2 separate regions of the Mus musculus genome follow, and region 2 is linked to region 1. Evidence: chromatin contacts called from public HiChIP or PLAC-seq data. All regions are on one chromosome and are shown on one strand. The core of a region is the stretch at or near the end of the contact, and the rest is flanking DNA. Distances in the headings are between cores, read along the strand shown. Region 1 has its middle 15 kb from the start of Gm22296. Region 2 holds the start of Nkx2-9 (NK2 homeobox 9).

Region 1 (7,680 bases), core at 3,194-5,693:
TCGGAGCATCAATTTATTCTTTGAGGATTAAGTGTCAATCCCAAGGACAAGCTACATGTGGTGAAAATACGCTTTTGTTTGTTTGTTTGTTTTTCCCATAGAGGCGTACCAACAATCAATAGTCATCTGTAGTGAATAAAGTGAACTCACTCCTATCTGCTCACCTGGGAGGAGTGCAAAGCATATTCCCCCGAAAATTTTGTTTTTGAAGAAACCGAGGTCACAAGGATCTTGTCTTGTTTTTGTGTAGTTCTTTCACAAACACTCAGAATCCTCACCCGACTCCATTCGCGGACTGTCTTCTGATAGAACTGGAAAGTGTTCTTTTAAATGAAGAGCTCCAGACCCAGAAGAACAAACAAATTCCACATGGTTTCTCATATGTGGATTCTAGATTGTAATTTTTATAAGCATCTTTACTTTTCATAATACATGCTCTCTCTCTCTCTCTCTCTCTTCCCCCCACCCCTTCATCCCTCTCTCCCTCTCATGGTATAGGTCGTGAAACAAGAAAGGGGACTGACTGAGAGAGGGAAAAGAAGGGTCTAAGTGGAAATGTAGTATGTGCGCCATGAAATTAGAATAAGGGCCACTGGAGAGAGATCGGGACCAGCAGAGTAATGGGGATTGGGAGAGGGAGTGGAGAACCAACACAAATTTAAATGAACAAAAGTAATTGACTGCTCATTTGGTCAAACTGTACTTTTATTCTGAAAAACAAACAAACAAACAAATCCAAAAACAAAACAAAACAAAAACAACAAACAGATCAAATATGTTTGTTCTTTATTTGTTTTTCGGGTGCCCTGGGGAGATGGCTCAGTCAGTAGAGTGTTTGCCACACAAGCATGAGAACCTGAGTTTGGACCACCAGCATGCACACATGCATAGGCCATATATGTTGTGCACCTGTAACCCTAGTACAGGAAAGGTGAAGAGGAGTGGGGCCCTGGGGCTTATTGGGCAGTTAGGTTAGCTGAATCCATGAGCTCTGGTTCAGGGAGAGAGACCCTGCCTCAGAAACCAAGATGGAGAAAGACTGAGGAAGATACCTAAAGACACCCTCATATATCCTTGAACACATGCTCATTAATCTGCCTATACTGCACATCACATCACCACACACACACACACACACACACACACACACAGACACACACACACACACACACACACAATTGGTGTGTGTGTGGGAGAGAAATCTGATAACCTATTGTAATCATAAACTATGTAAACAAATTTTGACTATTTGTATGTAAAAAATACAACTCATTTTACATTTTGAAAGTAATTTTAAAGTTCCTTGTTGTGAGATGAGCGGCAATTTTTGAGGAACAAATACTTTTTTTTTTTTAAATTCTGGAAGTGTTGAAAATCGAACGAAGGGCCTCACTCTAGGCAAGTGCTCTACCATGGGGGCTCCAACCACAACCCTTGAATGATAATACGATTTTAAGGTAGCTTCCTACTTCACTAAGGAGTTTTCTTTTTTAAAAGCCAGTCCCATAAATCACACGTGAGTTCATACGTGTCCTACCCATAGCCTATGTCCCACGTTTCAGTAAGGTTCTGTCCTAGGATGCTCTTCAGTGATGGATTATGACTTGGAAGTAAAAGCCAAGTTGCTTTTGGTCAAAGCAATAGTACCCGTTCACTATCAAGAAAAAAAATCACGGGAAAGAAATTTCTGAATTTTTATCAATTTCAGTTAAGGTTTGTAAGGTCTTCATTGCTGACCTGTGTTTGAAGCAGTCCCCTTCATAGCTATAATTGTGGTCACTTGCTTGACCGATGGCAGTGTTATCACTTTTATGGGGTAGAGATGTATGGTGAACAGTAAGAAGGTCACCCCTGCCTCCCTCCTCTCTCCTGCTGGACTCACCTTTGCACTGTCATCAGCTTGGCGTTTCTCTGGATAGATCGTTTACAGTGGCTTGTCCATTTTAGAAACGTGTTTTAAGTAATACAATCCATGGGCACTCTAAAAGCAGCCTGCTATGATGGTAATGAGGAAGGATGGGCTTGATGGGGAACTGACTGGGCCTCGGCTTTTCTGGTAGGATGCTTTGGTTACTACATATGGCACGTAACAGTTTGGCACTCACATCTGTTGAGGTTACCAGTGACAGATGCAAATGAAATGTTAGTGGAACATAATAGTCTTCCTGTATCATTTAAAAACAAAAACAAAAAACAAAAAGTATCAGTTCTAATAGCTTGTCCAAATGGATTGTGCACTATCTATGATTTGTACACCTCAGTTTCGAGACCAATAGACTACCTGCCTTTATTTTGAACATATTTGCGGACGCTCTTGGCTCCTTCTGTAGACCACTGGCTTCTTAACAAAAAATAAATCACAAATGTCTATCTATCAATACCAGATCCTCACCAGTGACTCTCCAATATCCTATTTTTTTGTCCTGTGTCATGGAGATCCTGTAGCCTTAGTTCTGCAGGATCAGGTCTTTCATAGGCTCCAGCGGTTCACAGAGGGGGTAAATAGATGTTGTCGTTTTTAATGTTATTTCCCTCCCTTTGTTGTTGTTGTTGTTGATCTCTTTGGGGGGTGGTTGCAAGTGTGAAAGGACAGAGGGATGAATGGGATTGAGGTGCATGAAGTGAAATTCACAAAGAATCAATAAAATGTTTGCCTAATCATTGCCTCTCCAGCATATAACCCTAATCAGGAGGTAAGCATGCCGATGGAATTAATTATGAAGGTAACTCTATACAAGTCAGAGAAAAGAATAGTGTTTAGTTTGGGTGACTTTTGAACTCAAAGAATTGACATGCAGAGAGAGAGAGAGAGAGAGAGAGAGAGAGAGAGAGAGAGAGAGAGATTCTAGCCTGGGGCTATGGTATACAATAACCTACAAGAATAATTTGGTGTTAGTGTATGTAAGAATTACCTAACAATTAAAGCTGCCTGATCATGGATGGGTGGCTTTGGAGTTTGGTGCGTCTTACTCTTGGAGTTGCTGAAACAGCTTCCATGGCTAGCCACCTCCAGCAGGCTGCTGACAGGCTTAAAGCCCTTGTGGTTACTGTGAGTAGAGAAGAAGTTAGATTATCTCTGAAGTGTAAACAATGGCTGAGATTTGAACCCATGGGTACCTCTAGCAATCGAACTAAACTTTAATAGATGCTGCCTTAAAGAGAAGCAGTGAGGATATGTCAAGCAAACAGCTTCTCTGTGATCCTGAGTTTGTGTCTAGGTGAGACTCTATAGTAAGGCTGCCCTGCTTACTCTCCTGTGATGTGGCTAAAGCAGGGTTTTAAGCGTATACTGATGTTCTTATTTCTTCTCTTTGTCAGTGTAACTACAAACATCTATCTACTTTGTCTCTTCTGTTTATCTTAGAAGCTGTCTATTGTCAGCCAGTCCAATCAGGGTTTTAAAATGTACAGTTTGATAGCCTACATCAAAGTGATAATGTCTCCTGAGTATCAGCGTCATCTTAATCATCCATTTATTAATATTGACTGAGACAGAATTTAAAATAAACAGTTGAACTCAGGATATGATAATAAACACATGTAGGTTCAATACTACAGATAACACAATTAATTATAACATTCTCTGTCTCTCTGTCTCTCTGCCTTTCTGTCACTCTGCCTCTGTCTCTCTCTGTCTGTCTCTGTCTCTGTCTCTGTCTCTGTCTCTGTCTCTGTCTCTGTCTCTGTCTCTGTCTCTCTCTGTGTACTTGTTTGGAGACAGGGACTCACTACACAGTCCAGACTAGCCTTGAGTTTGTAGTCCTCCTGCCTCAGTCTCTTGAGTACTGGAATCACAGTTGCATGCTGTCATTTTCTGCTTAACTATAAAACCTTTAAAAGTGCATTAATCTTATAATACAATAACCAAACCTTAGTGTGTTAATAATGAGACTTCTTGAAATGCTGCACAACTGATCAGTTCCTGAATCAAGACTACGATCTTGCACCTAACTCTCATTCCAGAGTTTGTCTGCTCTACTGCACTGCCTTGGTATCAGGATGCTGTTCCTGCTGTGAAGGATTCTGGCAGGTTCATAAAAGCACATGACTCATCAGAAGCAGAATAATGAACGCAAAGTGAAGTGCCATCTATGCCTTATAACTAAAGAAGGTTAAGAAAGTGAGAATCCACAGGCCATGGAACATCGGAGGTAATCACTGCCCAGAAGACTTGGAAGCCTCCTTCACAGCAACTCTGAAAATACTTGGGAAAGGTAATGAACTTTGTTGTTGTTGTTGTTGTTGTTGTTGTTATTATTAGTTATTAATTTATGGTTCCCAAATAACATTTTGGTTTTGCCCACACCATCAGTGCCCTCCCCCCTCTTTTATTTCTGTCTAGTTTCACTATTGCCTATCATACTGGTCAATAGGACAAGGCATTCAACTGCAGCAAATTCTTATACATTCCAAGTTACCCCCACACAAACAGGTTGTCATGGTAACCAAACAAAAAGGGACTGGAAAACAGAAGCAAAGTATTTACTTAGGTCTGGTGGGCTCTGCACAGTTTCCTTAAGTGCTATTTCAGGCTTTCTTTTAGGTTTGGGTCTTGGTTACTGATTACTTTTTAAGTTGAAGACTTTATCAGACCTTTTAATATAGAAAATTGTACTAAAGTATGAAGTCAATTTATTGTTTCTTGAGAGCATATACATTTTAATTAAAACTGCTGATTTAGTACATAGCTCAGAGACTATTCAACTCCTGTCCGTGGAACCTGGGGAGACAGAAGGCTCATTTGACATGGTAAATGGTCCTAAGGAAGACACAATATAGGGAGAGGAGAACAGCCTTGAAGCAATCACATTAAGGGGCAGCTGTTTGCTTCTGCCATGTTCATTAGAAAGCATAGAGATTTCATTGATACTTGCTACATGGCGCTCATTAATGACCATATTAATGAATACCATGCACTCTGCCTAGTTTTAATCTTTTGGTCATAGAAGATTTTGATGGTGAAACAGAAAACCATTTAGGCTCATAACATATGCCTAACATTTCCTGGATTGGTCAATAGGACCACTCTCTACATCCCTATTATTGTCTTGGTATCGCTTTGAAGTGCAAGCACATTACAACTTCAAAGGCCATCCAGGAAGATGGCAACTACAGCTTGGTAAGCTTTGGGGTACAGACAAGCCTCCAGGGTGTCTACTAGGTAATGGGCTTGCTAGGAATCTTGGCACAGTTGGCTTTTTCTTTCTTAAAGACAAAAATCTGTATACAAAGGCTTCAGCTGATACTTGGCTTTTAAAAATCATACTGTCTGAATACCTTGGTAAAAAGTGATTCCTCTATGTAAATGTCATTTGTTGAAGGAAGAAAATAAAACTAGATGTTTATTTGGAAGCTTAGGAAGCAGGAGGGAAATTATTTCATGAAAGAATAGATCCATGGAATACTGCTGCCCGGGAGATCAATCCACCCACGTGCATATCTGGAATCAGCTGCATTGAACTAAAATACTGTCTTTGCATATATTTTCCAGGGAGTTCTTTTTATCCAGCAGCTGAGCGTGGGATACTCAGAGCAAGATTTTCTTTCAATGAAAGGATTTGCCTCTTAAGACTAGAATTGACACAAAGCCCAACTAATTCTGGTTTAGAGCCAAAAGGAAGAAAGGTTAAAATATATATATATATAATTCTTTCCATGTAAAGAGCACTTGTTTGTAACAACAACAACTACAATAACAATCTCAGAATACATGGGAGAATGCTCATTATGTGTTTGTATTGATGCCTTAAATGTGATCAGTGTTAGTTTTGTGTTCTGGGATGAATATAATTTAGTCACTTTCTGAACTGGGTGGCCATGTGAGAGAACTGGGTGGCCATGTGAGAGAACTGGGTGGCCATGTGAGAGTAGTAGAGCCTATACCAACACTATCAGCATCTCCTTTTCTCTCAAGCGGTAGAGGAAGACTTAGAGCCAAGGTCAGAGGTAATTCCTATTTGGGATTCTTCTGTCTTCCTTCCTCCCAGTTTGTTTACTCTGTAGAAAGGAGAGTCTAGAGGACTGGTGGAAGCCATGCTGTCTAAGTGGGTGAACTTGTTCAAGCGTTTGTAATTCTAGTGTGAGGAGGAATGGACAGGCTGAGCCCCAGGTTGTGCTGCCCAGTCAGCCTAGCAGATCAGTGAGTACTGTTCAGTGCAAGATACTGTCTCCAAGAATAAGGTGGGGAAGTGATTGAGGAAGACATCCTGATGTTGGCCTCTGGCTTTCACAGGCACCCACATGGACAATGATACCTGTACACACACACACACACACACACACACACACACACACACACACACTCCTGTACACACACACCTGTACACACACCTGTGCACACTTATACATTCGCCCAACACACACACACAAAATAGTAGTTTTTTTTTTTTTAAAGGAAGGTGGTATTAGTTTAGGTGATTTTTTTATTTTTAAAGCTGGAGTTTCACTGTGTTGCCTAAGTTGGTCTTGAACTCCTACCTCAGCCTCCAGAATATTGGAATTTCGGGCACGTGCCACTGGTCTTGAATCAATTTTTGAAACAATGGCCATTTAGTTTTAGTCTTAAGGTCAGTCAGTGGAGAAGATTTTGCTCTAAGTCGATAGGTTGGTATTCTATCCTATATTTTAGGATGTCCTCCCATCCTAAAATCCTGTGAATGATAAGTCACACACAGAAAGACCCGAAAGCCACCACCACCACTCTGTACAGAATTATCTGCTGAAATTAGGGAAATGGTGAGAGCAACTTGTCTTTTGTCTTTCTGTAATAAGACACGGAGTCTGATGAGAACAAGGGATTTCTGCTAAGTCCTCTCTGATTTCTTACATAGTGGCATTTACAGACTTAGCTTTCTAACCCAGACAAAATGATTGATATCGACTTTCCCTCACTTAACTGTAATTCATTCATTGTTCCATTTCTGTCCTGTGAGCAAATGCTAACAGCTTTCCATGGGTGTAGTCTCCATTAATAGTTTCAAGTACCTGAGGAATTTATGTAGAGTCTTCAGTAAGTGTTCTAAGGAAGACTCTAAAATTATCCCTGTCTCTGACCCCTGCCCACAAAAGTCCCCGAACCTGGCTCCCTTAGCTCATTGATTGCACAAAGCATCTGGTGAATGACCTTTTGTGGCTCTCTCTCTCTCTCTCTCTCCCTCTCTCTCTCTCTCTCTCTCTCTCTCCCTCCCTCTCCCTCTCTCTCCTCTTTCTGCCCTCTCCTCTCCTCTTTCTGCCCTCTCCCTCTCCTCTCCTCTCCTCTCCTCTCCTCTCCTCTCCTCTCCTCTCCTCTCCTCTCCTCTCCTCTCCCTCTCCTCTCCCTCTCCTCTCCCTCTCCTCTCCCTCTCCTCTCCCTCTCCTCTCCCTCTCCTCTCCCTCTCCTCTCCCTCTCCTCTCCCTCTCCTCTCTCCCTCTCCTCTCCCTCTCCTCTCCCTCTCCTCTCCCTCTCCTCTCCCTCTCCTCTCCCTCTCCTCTCCCTCTCCTCTCCCTCTCCTCTCCCTCTCCTCTCCCTCTCCTCTCCCTCTCCTCTCCCTCTCCTCTCCCTCTCCTCTCCCTCTCCTCTCCCTCTCCTCTCCCTCTCCTCTCCCTCTCCTCTCCCTCTCCTCTCCCTCTCCTCTCCCTCTCCTCCCCTCTCCTCCCCTCCCCTCTTCCTCCCCTCCCCTCTCCTCCCCTCCCCTCCCCTCC
Region 2 (7,680 bases), core at 1,480-3,979, 690 kb after region 1:
CTTCTTCTTTGGACAAGAAATCGAGGACCTTTACCAAGCCTAATGCTTTCTCTTCAGACCTCATCAGGGGCCTTGTCCCTGTTCCTGGACCAACTGGACACCTCTCTCCTCTCCTCTTTCTGAAATGGGTTTCCAGAGATAAGGTCACAGCTTCAGAGACAGCGACTGCCTGCCCTGGATTTCCTCCCTCACTATATACCCAGGAAAAGAACAGGGGCAAACCAAGGCCTGGAATGGAAAGGAGATCATTCCGTGTGTGCACTGCTGACTGGACTCTTACTAGCCGATCGCACCCCAGCATAGCAATCCTAGCATTACCCTCTTTCCCTAGGGTAGCCTGGAAACAGTGCCCTGGGCAGGTCATTCTGTGGCCCTTTTTATTTCTTCAATGCCCTCCCTCTCCAGTCCCACCACTGCCGGGTAGAGGAGGCAGGAAACAGCACATTGAAGCGCTCATGGCATTAACTGTATGTTCCAAGTTCCTTGCTTCCAAGCTCCTCAATCCTCAAGTCCTGGAAACAGCCTTGAGTCAGGACCCTGCTCGAGGGGCAGGATAAGCTTTCAGTCTTGGAGCCAGAGACTAAAGAATCTCCAGCTTCACTCTGCAGAGCTACCCAGATCGCCTCCGTTGCCTCTCCTACTCCCTTTCCTCCCAAAGTCTTGTTGGGACTTTATTCTGACCTACAGTATAAACCGGGGATGGGTCTCAGTGTAAATGGTCTTTCCACCTCCAGCCAAGGGAAACCAGTTTCCATCCCTTTAGTGGTAGGAGCGCCAGCGACCCAACCCTCCACAGTATAATCTAGCGCAACAAGTCAAGGGGAAAACACTCTATTTCTTTTTTAAAAATAAGTTGCTTCATACAAGTCGCTATTTTAAAATATACAAATAATGCTCAAGAAATAAAATCTTGCTCTGGGACTGGCGCCCGGGCAACCATTCCGAGTCTTGGAGACAGTCCCTTGTGTGTGTGTGTGTGTGTGTGTGTGTGTGTGTGTGTGTGTGTGTGTGTGTGTTTGCCGGTTAGGGCAATCCAGGGACCCAGGACTCAAGAAGGGCTCCTGCAAGGGTCACCTCCTGACTTTGGTGTGGCTGTAGCTCTACTGCGGCGGACCAAACAGCAATGTCCCAAGTCTAGGGTGGCTTTAGGCACTCCGCAGCAGCCTCACCAGTTCCAGGAGACCAGAGCTGGTGGTGCTAAGTGCTGGTAGGCTGGGAAGAGGCCAAGCGCCGAGCCCGGTCCGAAGGCGGTGTAGCCTGGCACCGGACACGCAGTGGCCAGGCGTGCGCTGCACTTGTCCTGGGGCACCGCAGAGGTCCCCTCACCTCTGCCGTTGTTGCTCGGTGGCCGGTCGTGAACCAGCACGGGTACCACTACGCGGCGCAGCAGGCCGGGAGCGGCGTGCAGATCAGATGATGCTGCCATATCCGAAGGCTCTGTGATCCCAGGCGCTCGCCCTCGCTTCAGCTTGTAGCGGTGGTTCTGGAACCAGATCTTGACCTGCGTGGGCGTGAGGCGCAGGAGTCGAGCCAGCTGTTCCCGCTCCGGCGCCGACAGGTAGCGCTGCTGCCGAAAGCGCCGCTCCAACTCCAAGGTCTGGGCCTTGGAGAACAGCACCCGCCGCTTCCTCCTCTTCTCCGGGTCGGAGCCGGGGGACTCCCGCCTGAGCGAAGCCAGCTGCGACGAGTCTGCAGGGCTTGTCTCCAGGCCGCTCTCGTCCGAGGCTGGGAACCACAAAGCAAAGCAGACGTCGCCTGGTGAGAGGCCAGCCTCTACGGGTGTCTGGGACCTGTCTCCCACCCTCGTCTCCACCTGGAGTCCCAATTCTCTTGCTCCGGGCTTTGCGACCCATTTGCTTTGCTGTATTCACTTCTGGGTACCCACGTTCCCTACTCTTACCTCAACCATACTACAAGAGTAATCGGCAGACCTGAGATGATGCCCCAGAGAAACCCACCCTGGGGTCCTCTTAAAGGAATCGCAACAGTAACTGAGCTGGCAGACTAGTTTCCCACAAGCTGAGTCACCCATACCGGCCACCTCTGATTTGAAGTTTGCAAAGCCCTGGGACACAAAAGGAAGGTTTCAAATCTTTAAATATCCCGGTCTTTTCGGATCGCCAGACACCAAAACCACTACCTTCCTCAGCAGTCCAGGACCAAGATCTACTCTCAGGATGTGTGGACTCAGACGCACCACCTGTCTGTTTGAGGACCACAGAGCTTCGCGCTTGCTCTAGGGTCGAAGGAACCTGATTCTGGGTTGGGAATCTCCACTCTCCATCCCTGACCCCAGAGGCTTGGCTGGGTCCCTCCTCCGCACTCCCCACCCCCGGCCGCAGTCCTGGCTCACTCACACAGGTAGTGGCTGCACTCCGACTCCAGCCAGGCAGCAGTCTGTGGAACGCACGTCTGTTGCTCGCGCCTCACCCTAGGCTTCGCATCCTGTTCAGGTAAATTCAGGAGGCTGCGCACCGTGAAGCCGAGGCGTCCAGAGGTGGCCATGGCCGAGGAGGGGAAGAAGGTGGGGGGCAGGGTAGGCTAGGGACCCAGGGACAGCTGGGGACGCCGCTCCTAAGGATGGAAGTGCGAGGCGCTCGCCATGCGCTGGCCTTGAGACGCCAGCACCTTTGCGGGAGGAATCCCTATTTATATTAACAGCCCTTGCTACTCGGAGGGCTTTGAAAACCGCAGTCGGGGTGTCCAGGGTTTTAAGTACCTGAATGAGTGCTGGAGCGAAGCCGGGGCAAGTCCGGAAGGTGCCATCTCCGCCCCCCCTTCCCCCGCCTCCCGCTCCGCCCCGCCCGGCACCCGCCCCCTCTGCAAGACTACCTCCCAGAGGTCGCAGGAAGCTGGCCTGGTATTAGCGATTGTCTGATTAGACCAAAGTGGGGACAGATAATGGGGATTGTTACCAGTGAATAACATCTTGGGTGGCGAACAGTGACCATGGTCCTCCCAACTGAGCCCCAGCTTCCTTCTCCTCTCAGGCTGACGTGGGGCCTGGGCTGGGTGGTAGAGCTGGGGAGGGTGGAGCGACTTTATTATTCCTTGTTTGTTTTTCCCCGGAGCTTCCCTGCTGGAATGGTAGTTTCTCATAATTATTTGGAAAGTGATTTATAACTACGTTAAACTGGCGCACTTTTTTTTTTTTTTTGGTAGCATTCCTTAGATATCAGAGGATGGCCTGGTCTTTCCAGATGTCTAGGGCACAGATTTTGCAGGAGCCTACATACACACACACACACACACACACACACACACACACACACTCACCACACACAGTCTGAAAGGTCTGGAAGCCTGTGGGAGAGCTTGGGACCTGTGTCTGTCTCCTCAGGCCAACAAAACAGCCAACATCCAGGTCCCGAAATGTCCATCCTGGTCTGGCATCTATGGACCCTGAGTCTGGGACTCTGGCTGAGCTCCTCCATTCGAGGACCCAAGGGAGGTAGCAGATTTTAGGGTGGCCTACCAAAGCTTCCTTGGTATTGTCACTAGGGCTTCGTCCCTGCCCTTCATCTCCCAAGTCGGTGCCAGTTAGCAGCATAGGAAGGGACAGTGAGCGGTCTGCATTACTCACTGCTCACAGTGTAGCAGACCACACCACAGCTGCCCCGTCTGACATAGAATGGGCGGATAGGCAGAATTAGCAACAGGCCTGCCCAAAAGAAATGTGCCTGGCAGGAGATGTCTCCCAGATCCTCTAGTCACCAAGGGAACACAGATAAAATGATCCACGTGGAAGGCGGGTGAAGGAGGTAGGAGAGGGCAGAATCCGGCAGCAGCAGGCACATTCTGTTGGCCTTTCTAGTCTTCCTCTGGCTCCAGTCTAGCGCTAGAGTGCGGTCTCAGAAGCCTTTTTCTATCCAGCTAGTTATTTGGGTACCTGGTTTCTAAATTTCAGGGATGAGAGCTACATTTGGGTAGCCGCATCTGAAAACCGGGCTTTGCTGAGGCTGAATTCGAACCTGACAAGGGCGTGGCGCCCCCACCCTCACCCCCCCTCCCGCCTCACCCAGCCTGCGTCCACCCCCAGCTGCAGTCCTACCAAGCGTGCCTAAAGTGGCCGGTGGTACCGCGCGCTGGGTGGTCGGGCGGAGGCTAGCCCACTACAGGCCAACTGCTAGGCCACAAACAAAGGGGAAATGGAGCTGGGACGCCCGGACCTGTTGGAAGCATTTGTTCCAGCAAAGATTTTGCATTTGTTCAGTCCGGAATAATGCGTGATTGATGTCTGCTCACAATGCGCTTTAGCTCCCTGGGATAAATCGGAGCTTGTCCGGTGTTGTCATGGTTTTCAATGGGATTCAATGGGATTGGGAGATCGATCGACTCTGCTGGCTGTCTTTCTGTGGTCCTGGCAATAGATTTATTAGTTATGTCTTTTTAAATGAGATTAAATTGAAATGACTGTGCTGACCTCTATGCAGAAAAAACTCCTGCGGGAGCCAGAGGTTTGGCGGGAGGTGGTAGAGTTTTAGAGAAGCCTAAGCGTAGATTCCCAGACTCTGTGAACTTGGAAGCTGTGCCAGGTGAAGCCGCTCCGGCCTGGAAACCTGTGCATCCTCTGCCTCTGGCAAAATGGACAATCTTGAGATTCTCTCTCTCCGATCTACCTCCCCCCCCCCCCCCCGCTCCTGCTTTCTCCCAAGACGAATAGATTTGGTAATTTCTCAGACTATTAGTTTCTGACTTTCATTCCCTCTCGATTTTCTCTGACCTATCTATGCTGGGATTCATCGTCTGTAGACTCTGATCCACCTTGCAGGACATTCCAGGAGTCTATGTGTTAACTTTTCAGTTTGTGAAGGACTCTCCAGATGACTGTGGCCCCGCATTTAACAATTTTAGGAAGAAGCAGGATAGGCAATGTACAAGTCTTCCTTGGGATGATTGACCTCTCTTAGCCTTTTAATCTATTTAACATTCTAAAACCACACTGATGTGTAGAAATAAGCAAATGACGCTCTTCAGCTCTTAAGAGCTCTTCAGCATCAAATATTTGCTTTTGGCTCCCAAGCTCTGCATCCCCTTTGTAGCAGCTGTGTTCTGAGAGAGAACATGGATTTGGGGTGTGTTCTAAATATCAGTTCCCGCTTCACATTCTCCAGCCCCGGCCTTGTGTGCATGTATTTGTCCTGGGAAAGGTCACACTTCTTGGTCATACAGAGCCCGGTCATTTCCCTGCTCAAACACATCCTTGAATATTCGCCTTCTTCCTAGGGTTCTTTTCTGGAACTTTATATCCATTCTTTCCCAGAGTCTGCACCCAAAAACACCTGAGGAGGTTGTCCCATGCAAACTATGCCTTCTGAAAAAAAAACAGAGAGGAGGAGGCATTTCTTAGAGGAAGTGACTTTCTTCACTGCCTCTTCTACCTCAGAGAATGAAAGGCTTAGGTGTAGAAAATTATTTCAATACCAGGCCAGTAGGAAAAGAGTGAGAAGAACTCTTTGCATACCGGAGATACATGTGTGTGCATCCTGCCCCAGCCCCATACACAAGAGATTCTTGGAATTATAAGTTAATATCTATCTCTCTTATGGGGCATTTTTTTTCTAGATTTTCAAATGTTGGTTAGTGTTTTAGTCAGCAATGCAGCACAGTTTGTGAGGATTGTTGCTTAATTGTGAGGCTTTGTTTCCCTGTAGTTGGGTCTAGTACATCCTAACTGGAGTAAGTTTTAATCTTTGGAGGTGTGGTATGCTGAGAATGTTTGAACCATTCACACATTTCAAATCTTACACAAAGATGCTTAGCACAGCGGATGCTTAAAAGGTACTACTAGGAAATTCCTCCTCCTCCCTCTCTCTCCTTCTCCTTCTCTTTCTCCTCCTCCTCCCTCTCCCCCTTCTCCTTCTCTTTCTCCTCCTCCTCCCTCTCTCTCCTTCTCCTCTTTCTCCCCCTCCTCCCTCTCCCCCTTCTCCTTCTCTTTCTCCTCCTCCTTCCCCTTCTCTTTCTCCCCCTCCCCTTCTCTCTCTCTTTCTCCTCCTTCTCCTCTCTTCCTCCTCCTCCTCCTCCTCCTCCTCCTCCTCCTCCTCCTCCTCCTCCTCCTCCTCCTTTTTCTGTTTCATAGATTTCTGCAACTCTATACGGTGAGGGGAGAGGCAATGCTGTGGAATCATCTTGACAGACGGAGGGCCCTCCACTACCAGGGCATTTTACCTCACAGCAGCTGCTCTCCCCCTCTTTAATCAGTTGTTGGATAAAATAGCAAAAGGAGGGCTGGAGAGATGGCTCAGTGGTTATAAGCACTGGCTGATCTTCTTCTAGAGGTCCTGATCCCAGCAACCACATAGTGGCTCACAACCATCTGTAACGGGATCCGATGCCCTCTTCTAGTTTGTCTGAAGACAGCTAAAGTGTGCTCAGACATAAAATAAATAAATACATCTTTTTTAAAACATATTTTATCGCTTAGTGTCAAGTAGCAAGATATGAGATGCTCTATAAGTCTTTTAAAGTAAGGTTTTTCCATTGCTGGTGCTGTTGTTCCTGGTCTCTGGGGGAAAAGATTTTTCTTTTTCTCTTATGTTCATCCAGTAGTTTAAGTAGACACTATACATGCATTTTACATCTCTATACATATACATATACATACATATACATATTCAGTAAAATGGTTCTTCTCATTTAAAGCTGTTTAATTAAATGTGCCTGCACTCCTCTTCCTAAAAACTTAACAAGTAAGAGTTTAATTTTAAAAACTGGTTTATTTATTAACGATTCTAATCATTTTCATGCCTTCCAGTGGCATAAAAGTATTTGTTCTTACATGGTTTGTAAATTGTCAGAATCAAAATAGCTATACAGCATGCCAAACATTATTTGTCTAGATCTAAAATTCTTACTTTTGTTTCATCTTTTTGTTAAAGGTTTACTTTGTTATACTTTATTAAATGTGTGTATATATATATATGACTACTATAAATAAGTAAATTATATCATAGAATATATATGTATATGTATATATATGTGTATATATATAATTTGACTGGTATAACTATAGATTATAAAATACAGAATTCTTACTAAGTTTTACATAACAAAAGATCCAGGCTTTAGATCAATCACAGTTGGTGTTATGTACAGAGAAGATCACACTTAGTATAGGCTATGTATGGTGTTATGTATAGACAAGGAAGATGGACTCCAGACCACATTTTATGACCAGTACCTTGCACAGACTAATTTACTGTGCATGCTGAAAACCAACCACTAGCACTTCAGTTGAAGCCTTTAAAACAAGGTAGCCATACAGTATAAAAACATTGTAATAAGGCCCTTAAAAATAGCTTCACTCTGTTTTGAGGTCATCTTCAAATATTTACTGCACATTGTTAAAGTGGGATATTATTCTTTCTATTGGCAGCAGTTTAAACTACATACCAAAGCAGTCATTCTAGATAAGTGTTTGTTGATACTTTATTAAGGCAATTTCTCAAGGACTAAAGATTCACACATTCAATGTTGACAGCACTAACAAGAATGTCACTTTAGCTTTGGAACTTCTGAGAATGTTTCACTGCATACTTACCCTTATAGTTCATCCTGAGTCAGGATAGAACAGCCAGGAGAGCTGGAGCTTAAGGCGAGCCTTGAAGACAGACTGTGGTAGCCCCAGAGGACCTAAAGGAGGAAGGGCCCCCTAAGTAGACAGTATTAGAAAGAACAGTT

The links. HiChIP or PLAC-seq counts read pairs in DNA pulled down with a chosen protein or histone mark.
Region 2: an H3K4me3 HiChIP or PLAC-seq map of stem cell-derived neural progenitor cells shows a contact between it and region 1, with 4 times the contacts expected there. The contact joins the promoter of Nkx2-9 here to the enhancer-like site in region 1. A contact is called at or near these places in 4 of 39 promoter capture datasets (cranial neural crest, hippocampal neurons, pre-B cells and 1 more) and 1 of 115 datasets of contacts at active chromatin or transcription factors (stem cell-derived neural progenitor cells).

Annotation. Positions count from the first base shown.
Region 1 is chr12:55,922,053-55,929,732 of GRCm38.p6, forward strand. No RefSeq gene overlaps it. Among named protein-coding and RNA genes, the nearest start is that of Gm22296, 15 kb to the left of the region's middle. Within about 2 kb of position 4,444, at least 18 of the 459 cell types and tissues checked have an H3K27ac peak or open chromatin away from gene starts, as enhancers often do. A contact at or near this core is called in stem cell-derived neural progenitor cells, where this site is marked.
Region 2 is chr12:56,610,555-56,618,234 of GRCm38.p6, forward strand. Nkx2-9 (NK2 homeobox 9) reads right to left here and starts at 2,730. Exons shown (of 2, transcript NM_008701.2): 1 at 2,358-2,730; 2 at 839-1,725. The coding sequence starts at 2,505. The coding sequence ends at 1,166. All of the region lies in intron 3 of Gm26973 (a long non-coding RNA gene), which reads left to right.